Linked DNA regions of Anas platyrhynchos: region 1 is linked to region 2. The links are chromatin contacts, called in public Hi-C maps. All regions are on one chromosome and are shown on one strand. The core of a region is the stretch at or near the end of the contact, and the rest is flanking DNA. Distances in the headings are between cores, read along the strand shown.

Evidence for each region. Hi-C and Micro-C count contacts between places; a contact is called where the count stands out from the background.
Region 1: a contact with region 2 is called in a Hi-C map of F5 follicle, with 1.8 times the contacts expected there. The contact joins the promoter of LOC106019422 here to the enhancer-like site in region 2. A contact is called at or near these places in 2 of 8 Hi-C or Micro-C datasets (F5 follicle and small yellow follicle).

The regions. Positions count from the first base shown.
Region 1 is chr4:10,615,555-10,620,347 of IASCAAS_PekinDuck_T2T, reverse strand. It overlaps LOC106019422, which reads left to right and starts at 1,862. Exons shown (of 5, transcript XM_013106652.5): 1 at 1,862-2,412; 2 at 2,617-2,758; 3 at 2,881-2,926; 4 at 3,258-3,344; 5 at 3,701-4,793. The coding sequence starts at 2,146. The coding sequence ends at 3,797.
Region 2 is chr4:10,541,477-10,546,389 of IASCAAS_PekinDuck_T2T, reverse strand. The region is part of intron 8 of EMCN (endomucin); the gene reads right to left. Among named protein-coding and RNA genes, the nearest start is that of EMCN, 23 kb to the right of the region's middle. Within about 2 kb of position 2,344, at least 2 of the 8 cell types and tissues checked have an H3K27ac peak or open chromatin away from gene starts, as enhancers often do. A contact at or near this core is called in F5 follicle, where this site is marked.

The DNA of each region.
Region 1 (4,793 bases), core at 613-3,112, 74 kb before region 2:
AATGTGCTAGGGGCATGGCTTATTTTGGTTTCATAGCCTTCATCTACCATTCTTTCAGCAATTGTATGTTTCTTCATTTGGGACAAAGCGTAGCAAACCTTAGGAAAACAAATGAGAAGGGACAAACACAGTGTTCACATACGGGTTTTGGCGCAATCCATTATTATTCTTTCCTTTCTTGTCTCCCTGGGACTCAGTCTAGGCTCCAGGTCTCCTGAACAGTGATGTTGTCCTATTAGCTCCTTCCAGTCACAGCCACCCGTGCTCCTTCCAGCACTCAACACCCACCTTTCAACTGAAATGGGGCATTTAAGTGCTTCCAGCCCTAACCACACTGACACAGCAAGGAGGAAAAGAGAAACCACATGATTAGCAAAACCTTTCACGTGAAAAAGAAATGTGGGGAAAAATGTGTTTTCCTGAACGTGGCTGGCTCCACGTTTTCAATCAAAATGCTCATTTGTACAAGATGGAAGTCGTTCTTCAAAACTTGTTTGCTGTAGATGAAAGGGGAAATAGAAACACCACCAGTCCCTCGTCCTTTCCTTGCCAAAGCCATGGCAAAGAGAAGTGATGTGCTGGTAGGAGGCAGCTACTACAGCTACTACAGCCATCACTGGCTGCTGCATCGACAACCCAATTTACTTTTTCCTTGTGCTGAAGGCTGATTTTTGCAGAGAAGCAGCTCAAGCTCACTGCAGGCATGAGAACCACGACCACATCGGGCTTATAGCACAAGCATGCCCCTCACTGATAACGTGCCATTAATTAATGTGCAAGTAATAACACCTTCCCATGTGTCACTGCAGTCACCTGCAATGAAGAACTGCAAGCACCAGGACCTGACTGTGCAGCGAAAAGTGTAATTTCATTGAGCTAGGTCAGGTGTCAGGGTGAATCTACTGCAGATACTCCTTTATGAGCAATGGTAACAGTAACTCAGGAGCTTACTTTTGCCAAAATTTGGGATCTGCAGCTACAGATTCGTTCATTCCCAAGCAGAATGACTCCATGAGGTTGTTGTTGTCGTTGTTTTTCATTTTTAACTTTAAATTCCAATAATTGTAGCCAAAAAAATAGGTAAATGAGTATAAGGATACTGCAGCCTAGGTCCTTCTCCTCAGGGTTTGCTTTAGAAGCAGCTGACCCTACAATATGACTGTTCATGTCCCATTCGCTTCATATACCCTGAAAATGGTATCAAGAGGATGAGGAGCATGAAGATGGGCCTCAGACTGTCGTGTGGCCGTGACCAAGCAAATGAGGTTGGCCCCACGATGGCAGCACAACACCAGAAATGAGAACTTTACCTCAATGCAGACGGATGAAGGGTTTCCTCTTCGGTAAGGGTTTTAGGCTGAGTCATCACTGCCTTCAAAACCACAGCATGGCACTTCCCTTGCTGTAAAATTGGAAAGAAAAGAAAAAAAAAAAAAAAACTTTTAATTTTTTTACTCTTAGGCAACCAGGCAAGGTCAGCCCTTTGCATGAGATGGATCTCATCTACCTTGCCACTCAGTGACGGTTCTTGGCTAGGACTCCGGAGCAGAAAGGTAACAGGCAGGAGGCAGTACCTGGTGTTAAAAGCAGCCGTGTGCTCAGCTGTGAAGGCAAAACATGATTTACCGTCTGGAATTCACTAGGTGGAGTCACTGCAGATGAATAAAGGCACAACTACACAGCTAGAAAATGCCCGCCTTTAGCATGTAAGCCCTTTTCCAGCTTAAAAAAATAAGAATAATCCCATCCCATTGAACTTTGGGGGAGGGCAGGGGTTGTTAATTATATATTTCATATATATTAGATAAATATAAATAATTCCCTGGTTATAGCTCACTGCACCCTTTCTGATTTTCTCACCTGGGGGCGGGCCCGCATCTTATTTCACTCATTCAAAGCCCGACAGGACCCTGTGGAGCCCAAGCAACTGAGTTAACAAGCTGCTCAACATCTGTGGCTCTGAGTAGCATCCTTGCGAAGCACTTGCCTTCTTGTGGGAAAAGCACGAAAAGCAAACATTTTACTTTTAATTTCTTCCTCAACTTTGTGAAATTTAGCTGTTTACCCACCCTGACGCAGTCTGAAGGCGGAAGAGCATCCAGCACAGAGTTGAATGGTAGCAGTTTCAAAGGGTGCTGGCAGAGGATGGTCACCTTTTCCACTATCCCTCTTATCTCAGCCGAGCAGCTGGGCTGCGACCACCATAAATCAGGAGCAAAGCTGGGAGAAGGCGACCACGGGGACCTGCGGCGAGGGAGGCAGCTCTCAGAGCTCCAGCAGCGGGGAGCCATGGGGGACACCGAGCCCCCGGCACGGCGGCGATGGGTGGGAAGGGGCAGCACTGGCTCCCGTGAGGAAAATCCTTCCCTGCAAGGTGGGGAGCCCCCCAGCGTGGTGTGGAGCACCTGGGAGGTAAGCGAGGGGCTCGGGGAGGCAGCGCTGAGTCTGGCAGCATCAGCGCAGCCTCTGCAAAGCCCCCAGGGCTTTGTGCTCATGGGCACGGGGAGCACAACCAAGGGCTTGCAGAAGATTTTGCTTATTTGGCTTTAATGGGTGCTGGAAGCAGCTCTGCATCAAAGATTGCTCCTTTCTCTCCTCACACCTCCTCTTTTGCAGCTGGTGGCTGTGGCTGTGGCCGCCCTGCTGCTGCTGTACATGGCGCTGTGCTACCAGGGCTTCCATTTCCGTGTGGCTCAGGTGTATGCTCGCCTGGGGTACCCCCATGCCCAGCACATCGTGGGGCAGAGGTATCTGCAAGGTAAATCTTCCCTGCCAAAGGATGTTTGTGCACGGGGAACACAAACGTGGCTCTGCACCCTGGCCTTTGGGCATCGTATTTTACGTCCTTGCCCCGACTCTGCTGCTTTGTTTCCCTCTCAGGAGCTGGAGTGGAGAAAAGCGAAGACCTGGCCATGCACTGGTTCAGGTGAGGTGCAAAAAAAAAAACCAATTCCTGACACTGTGCCTGGCTCTTTTCTGGGAAAGTCTGTCGGGGTGAGGGAGGAGGAAAAAGAACTGGTGATATTTTTGTGGGGAGAGGTGTGCTGCACCATGGTGCGTGCCCGGCCCTCCCTGAGTCTCGCCTGGGGTCAAGACACTTCACTCTGCCTTCCCCGTCCTCTCACGCTTATTTTAAGCCAGGGGGAGGCCAAAAAAAATCTTGAGTTTGAGACCACAGGTGCACAGGGGAAATAGTTGAATTAAGTTTTTGTTTTGTATTCTTCTTTATGCCTTCCTTGCCCCCTCTCCTTCTTCAGGCAGGCAGCAGGACAGGGCCACCCTCACTCCTCCTTCAACCTGGCGCTGGGAGCTCTCCGAAACATGACGGCGGCACTGGAGGAAGGGTAACACCAGCTGCTCCTGCCCCTTTCCACTACAGAGGAGGGCCCAGTTCCTCCTGAGATAGGCAGAGTCGGTTGTTCGGTTTTATAAGGTGTATGTAAGACCTCCAAATCATTTCTGCTTCAGTTTAATTAGGCTGGGAGAATCACCAAACCCCAAATATGCACACCCAGATCATAGGGAAAAGCAAAGAGAAAAACAGATCGTTTTCTGAATATTAGAGAGTTGGCATCACAGGTTCTTTCAGATCGAGTAGTCGTGGTCCTCTAATAAAAATCTGGGTAAATAAAAGTCAGATAGGAACCAACCAGACCTTTTTCTAGATTATTTTTTTTAACAAAGATTTCATGTCCTTCAGGGAAGTGGAGAAACTCCTCAGTGTGGCTGCAGCCCACGGGCTCCAAGAAGCTCAGGAGCTTTTGGAGAACATCCTCAAGAGCCGAAACCTGCCCTGAAAGCCTGCACCAATGCCCTTCCAGCTTTGCCTTCGTCTGCACCTTTACCAATAATTAATTGCCAGCTGGTAATCACATCTTGCACCAACTCGTCTGCTCTATGAAGCTGGATCCAGGCGTTGACCTGAGCGTGTAGGTGCAGATGTGCCGTGTGTATTTCGTGTGCTGCAATGAATGATCACAGCTCATCTTTGCCATCATAAATCAGCAGGACACATGTGCGTGGTGTCATTTGTAATAGAAATAACCCTGGCTTCACAGCAAAGATAAATAATGCCCTCACTGCATAGCTGCCTTTCTTTAACAAGCTCGCCATCACCAGTTTGGGGGGAACGTAATTAAATTGAATGGTTGGGAAATAAGAGCCAACGTGCACACATACCAACAGAGACAAGCAACTGCTGATTGACTAAAGCTGGCAGAAGGCTGTGGCAACCTGGTGCAGCACCAATGCTTCCCCTCGTCCACAGGCTCCACGCGAGGCACAGAAGTAGCACTTGCACTGTTATCCCCGCATGGCCTCCCCAGAGAGGCACGTTTTTCCCACCCAGCTTGTTTTCCCACACGCCTTCCCCCAGGTTTTCTTTCAGCACAACCACACGAAGCACAGTGCTGAGGGAGAGAGGAGGATGCTTTGCTGCTGCTACCCGCCCAGTCACAGGCTCCTCAACTCATCCTCATTTGCTGAGGCATGCGATGCCTCGCGCCCCGCAGCTCAGCTCTGCTGGTTTGGCTGTAGAAAATAAGCCAGGAGCTTCCTGGGGTTTTCCCAGCATCAGCAGCTGCTTTGGGAGTGTTTCCCAACATAGGAAAAAAAAAAAGGAAAAAAGGAAAAGAGGGAGGCTGCCTTGCTTTTTGGAGCTACTCCCGCAGGCCCCCAGCCCTGCCGTGCTGTTTCGGGGCCATGCCCTATGCCTGCAGCCCTCTCCTCCTTGATGCTGTCGGTACGGAGGCAATTAGGAGGATTTTCTTTCCCAAAACGCAGCTCTAATTATA
Region 2 (4,913 bases), core at 1,095-3,594:
AGAAGGGCTGGTGCTGCTGCTCCGCAGCGCCTGGCTCCCCCGGCTCTCATTCCTTTGCTGTATTTCAGACATCCTGTTGTCGCCATCGGGGCGAGCCTTGCTGGCAGGCATTTTTTGACACATGCACAATACAATGCGTGTCCGGTCGGAGGTCCGATCTGATAATAAGGAAACTGCACCGGCAAAGAGAAGGGGGTAAAAATCCCTGGGTGGTGTGCCAAAACATACCCCCAGTATTTCGGCTTCCTCGCAGACCGCCTATCTGCCCCTCTGCAGATACCATACACATTTTCCTGTTCTCTGCATTTCCACTCGCCGACTTGTTCAGAAATACAGGGGGGATTCAATTCTTTCCTTGGCATGTCGCAGTTAGGCAGCAACAGGCCGACTGCAAACAGAAGCATCTTGGGTGCCTGCTAAAAGCAGGGATTGCAGCTTACCTACAGGTAACTGGAAATCTCACGGATTTTTCTCACACATGCATGGTTTTGCTGAGTTGTTGTATTTCTGGGCAGTTCGTCATCAGGAATATACCGATTCACATCCATCCCTGCTTATACTAACCCAAATTTTTGATTAACCCAGGTGTTAATTAGCTTTTGTCATCCCCCACGGACACGGGGAGCCCTTCGCAGAGCCCTGCTCAGCCTGTGGGTGTTGCCCATGGCCGGGGCCAGTCCCTGAGGGTCACAGCATCCCATGCAGAGTCACAGAGCTAGCTGAGGTGGCAGCTCCTCAAATAAAACCGATCAAACCCGTGCTTTAACACATTTACAGCCAAAAGCTGTGACGTAGGGTGCTGTATCATTGCATTTACTGCAGTTGATTCAATGAGAGAACAAAACTGCTCCTTTGCAGGTGGGGCAGTGGCAGTAACGCCGCACCAACAGAAAGTTCAGTTTTACAGAGAAACTTAAAGAAATACGTATTTTTTTTTAATTAATTGGTATAACCCTTTGTTGTGATCTGCACTGCGCAACAGAGCTGTGCAAGAAGAGACTGCTTCGACACAGCTCATCGCTGCTGGGAAGCACCAACATGAATTGGGTCTGCCGCGTTCCCAAGGCCGCTTGGATCAGGTCGGTACTCGAAAGCAGAAAGCATCGGAAAAGGTGCAAGTGCTTCAGGAAGTAATAGCCAGGCGGTAGCGCTGCTCCAGCAGATTCCCAACCAGCCAGGGGCGAGGGGAGCGGTACCTGGCTGACGATCCACGGCCAGCCCCTCCTTCGTGGCCTCCTCCTTGTGACCAAGCTCCTTTATGGCTGCCACCCCTCACTTTTGGGGTGTGTGGGGAGTCACTTCAGCCCTTTGGTTGTAGGTTGGTGTTAGAAAGACTTTCGTTTCCCCGTGATCCCGCTGTTTGGCCGGGAGGCCCTGGGCTGAGTCACGAAGCCACCTGCTGCAAAACAACAGGAAGAGCCACAAAATCCTTCAAGAATAACAATGGCTGGGAGGTGTCTTTATCCAGGGTGGATTGCTGGCTCCCAACAACATTTGCAAGTGTGTTGGAAATACACTTCGCTCAGGCCGTATTTTTCATCTGATGTTCTCTCCTAGAATGGATTTTTCTCCCCCAAAATCTTTCAAGCACTGAGTCACAGTAGGGCTGATGGAAGGCTATTTGTCAAGCTGACTGGTTTGTGAGTTTTGCTACTTTTTGTTAGAAGATTTATTTGATGGAGGATTTTTTGATCATCTTCGGAGCTGCCCATATATATTCTTTCAGTGTATGTTTTGGAGAGTAAATAGCAGGACTTGCTAAGGAATTGAACAGAAAATAAAGTTTTCTGTTGTTCTGTGAGGCCGGATCTGCTCTCGTGTCAAGCCTACAGGGCAGATCCAGACCCTTCCAGACTGGCCTAGCTCTGCTCCCAGTGCGGTCAATTAAAAACAACAGCAACAACAAAACCCTCCACCAATTTCAGTGAGCAGCATCAGAGAAGATTACTTTGGAAAAATCTGCTCCTACCTATTCCACCCCTCTTTCGGCAACAGCTTAACAGATCTGTCCCTTGAGTGCATAAAGGTTATTCTTCCTAATTTCAGCTGGACTTTCGACATACAAAGTTATAGATGGAAATATTTATAGAATCATGCCCGTGTGAGTAGGAGCCCAGTATTTCTATGTTCTGTGAAGCTCCTGCAGCCCTCTCTGGCCCCATATTGCATTCCCACTGCCTATCACTATGCTGGCCTCGCTCAGAGCGGAAACCGCAGGGAATTGGGGTTATCTTTATTTTCGTTGGGCTTTAGCCCAATTTGTGGGACAGAACGGAACTCGCAGTTGGAAACAATACCACCACCAACAGGAAGCTTCTGTCACATCAGATCTGGGACTGAATTAGGTGTGAACTTGCTGAGCCACTGGCCTGTGACTCTCTCTGTGAGTCAGTACAGGCAGTAGTAGGTGGCAGGTTGGGAAGGATTTGCTTTAACAGGTAGGGTGGATGTGATTTTCTGTGTTCCAGCTGCTCCTCATAGAGGAATCAGCGGTCGCTTACAACATAGGACCTAACTAATGCACATCTGATTGAGTAATAAAAGAGGACCCTGTTGCAAATGGACTTGTCACAGTCATTAACAGAGAAGACACTCGCACTAGCCTGGACTGTTCTCCCTGCTCTTTGCCCCTCCTGTAACGCCACGGAGCTAAGAACTCAGCTGAATGCTTATTTTGTCTTGCTCTCACTGCTGCAAGCCATTTAACATTTTGTTACGCAGGTCTCAACACTTCTGATGTGTCTTCCATTTCCCTGCAAAGAGCACCATGTCTGTTTATTCCTCCCCCCCCACTGTTGCATCTTCATACAATCAAATTTCATTTCTCCCTTTTGTACCTGCTCTGTTAACATGTCTGTTTTTCCTCTTTTTTTTTCCAGCAAGCAATTCAGTATATGCTCAGCTGGAGTGGGCTCTGACTGTATGACTACCTGGCAAACCTACACAACTAAGGTCTTACTGGCCAAATTTTTCTCCTGGAGACCATAAAAACGACAAGAGAAATAATTGGCTGGGAGAGAAAAATGAAGATAGTGCTCACACTTCTGTAGCTGATTGACTTTCCTTCTCTGGTTACTGTGGAAAATTACTTCAGATGTGGAAAAGCTGGAGATATTTCCCAGGTAAAGGCCTCCCTCAGCTTAATGCAGTTGTCACCTTTTTTTTTTGCCAAATGCATTTCCTTGGAAGCAGGGAGATCTGCTGACAGCCCCCAGCTCATACGTCCCAAATCCTGTAACATCCTCTGCAGCTCAGGCTGTGAATGGGCAAGGGCAAACTTCTGCAAGCAGTTTCTCATAACACAGGACATCAAAAAAAGCTTGGAGTCCAGTGCCTGCACTTGGAAAAACCTCCACGGAAATAGAAATACATAAATCTGGAAAGGGCTAAAACTCGATGTCAGTGTGCCTCAAAAGCAGGTGTCTAATGTTAGGCTCCTAAATCCTGTTCAGCCACCAAGATTAGTAGCTTGATCTTTGCTACTGGTAATCACCCAGCAAGTTCTGGGAAAGCAGCTTATTTCAGCACCTAAACGTGGGGTTTAGGAACCTAAATTTAGTCTCTCAAGTCTGAAATCTGGGCCTTGCATCCTCAGCTAAGGACAAATAAGGGCACCTGGATCTTAACTTGCAATTTGAGTTTTACTTCCAGGTCAAACACGAAGCTCAGAAAGGGCCTAATTTTCCACCTCCAGTGTCAGGAGACCTCCCTGATCCCACCACGGCTGGCTTTGCTCTGTGGCTGAAGGAGGGGAGGATGGTGGGGCCCGTGGCGAGGTCCTGTGGTGCACCAGAACCGCTCAGGGCTGCAGCCCTGCTTCCCTCCCTCCCACCAGAAAGCCTTCTCAGGTCTTGCTGCATTTCCCCTGTTGCTTCCTTCCTTCCTTCCTTCTCCTTATCTGTCCAGCAGCCACTTGCCCTATCTGCCTTCTCAGCCTCCCGTGAGGCTCTGCAGGCTCTCATGAAGCTTTCACCACCCCATGCCCTGGCATTTTTCCCACCTCCCCGTGCTACCTGCCCTCAGCTGATGGAGAAGCGGACTCCTGGGCTCCTCTCTGCTCTCTGACTGGTAACAGGACGCCCCGTAGGGAACTGGGAGATAAAATAAAAACCAAGCTGTTTGAATGGGTTCTAGAGAGGCTTTGTTTGCCTTGTGAAAGCCCTCCAGAGCACAGAAAGGATCACTCCAGGGTATGGCTGCACTTGAAACCAAAACCTAGGCTAAATCTTTAGCAGAAGCCAAAGCCAAACCAGAAGCACAAATCAAAAACAAATGTGTAACTCTATTCCTAGAAAATCCTCTTTTCAAATAAAATGTAATTACGCTCTTATTTTCTCAAGCCTCGCCTATACACGAAAGCTGTAACCACTTTACTAACCCCCTTTAGAAGCTGATTTTTATTTTAATTAGGACAGCCTTTTTATGTCCTTTTGGGTTGTTCTCAAAACACCTTGCACTGATTTGTCTTAATTCATTCCTTACAGACAGAGCAGCTTTTGTCTCTGGAGTCCTCAGAGCGAACAGACTATGTATTTTTTTTCTGTCCAGATTTATTCTAGTGACTCTATTTGAATAATTTGACAAAGAGTAAGGATCTTTCTGAAATCCTTAACTGAATTTAATGTATTTCTAAAGGAATCCATGTAAGGCACCCTCTGTGGGATTGCAACTGTGGGACAGCGGTGTTGGCTGCTTGTAAGGACCTGGTCCGAAGGGACACTGAAACAGCACGAGGAAGAAGCCTGAGCCAACAACAGCCACCTTATGCAGTGAGAAGAGAAAGGGGGAAAATGCTTTTGTCGTCAGAAAGCAAAGAAGAAAAGGCATGTGTTGTGAGTGTAAACCTTTAACTATCCCTTAAATAAAAGTGCCCGAGTGCAAAGCTGAGAAGCTTTGCAGATCGCTTTTCAAGG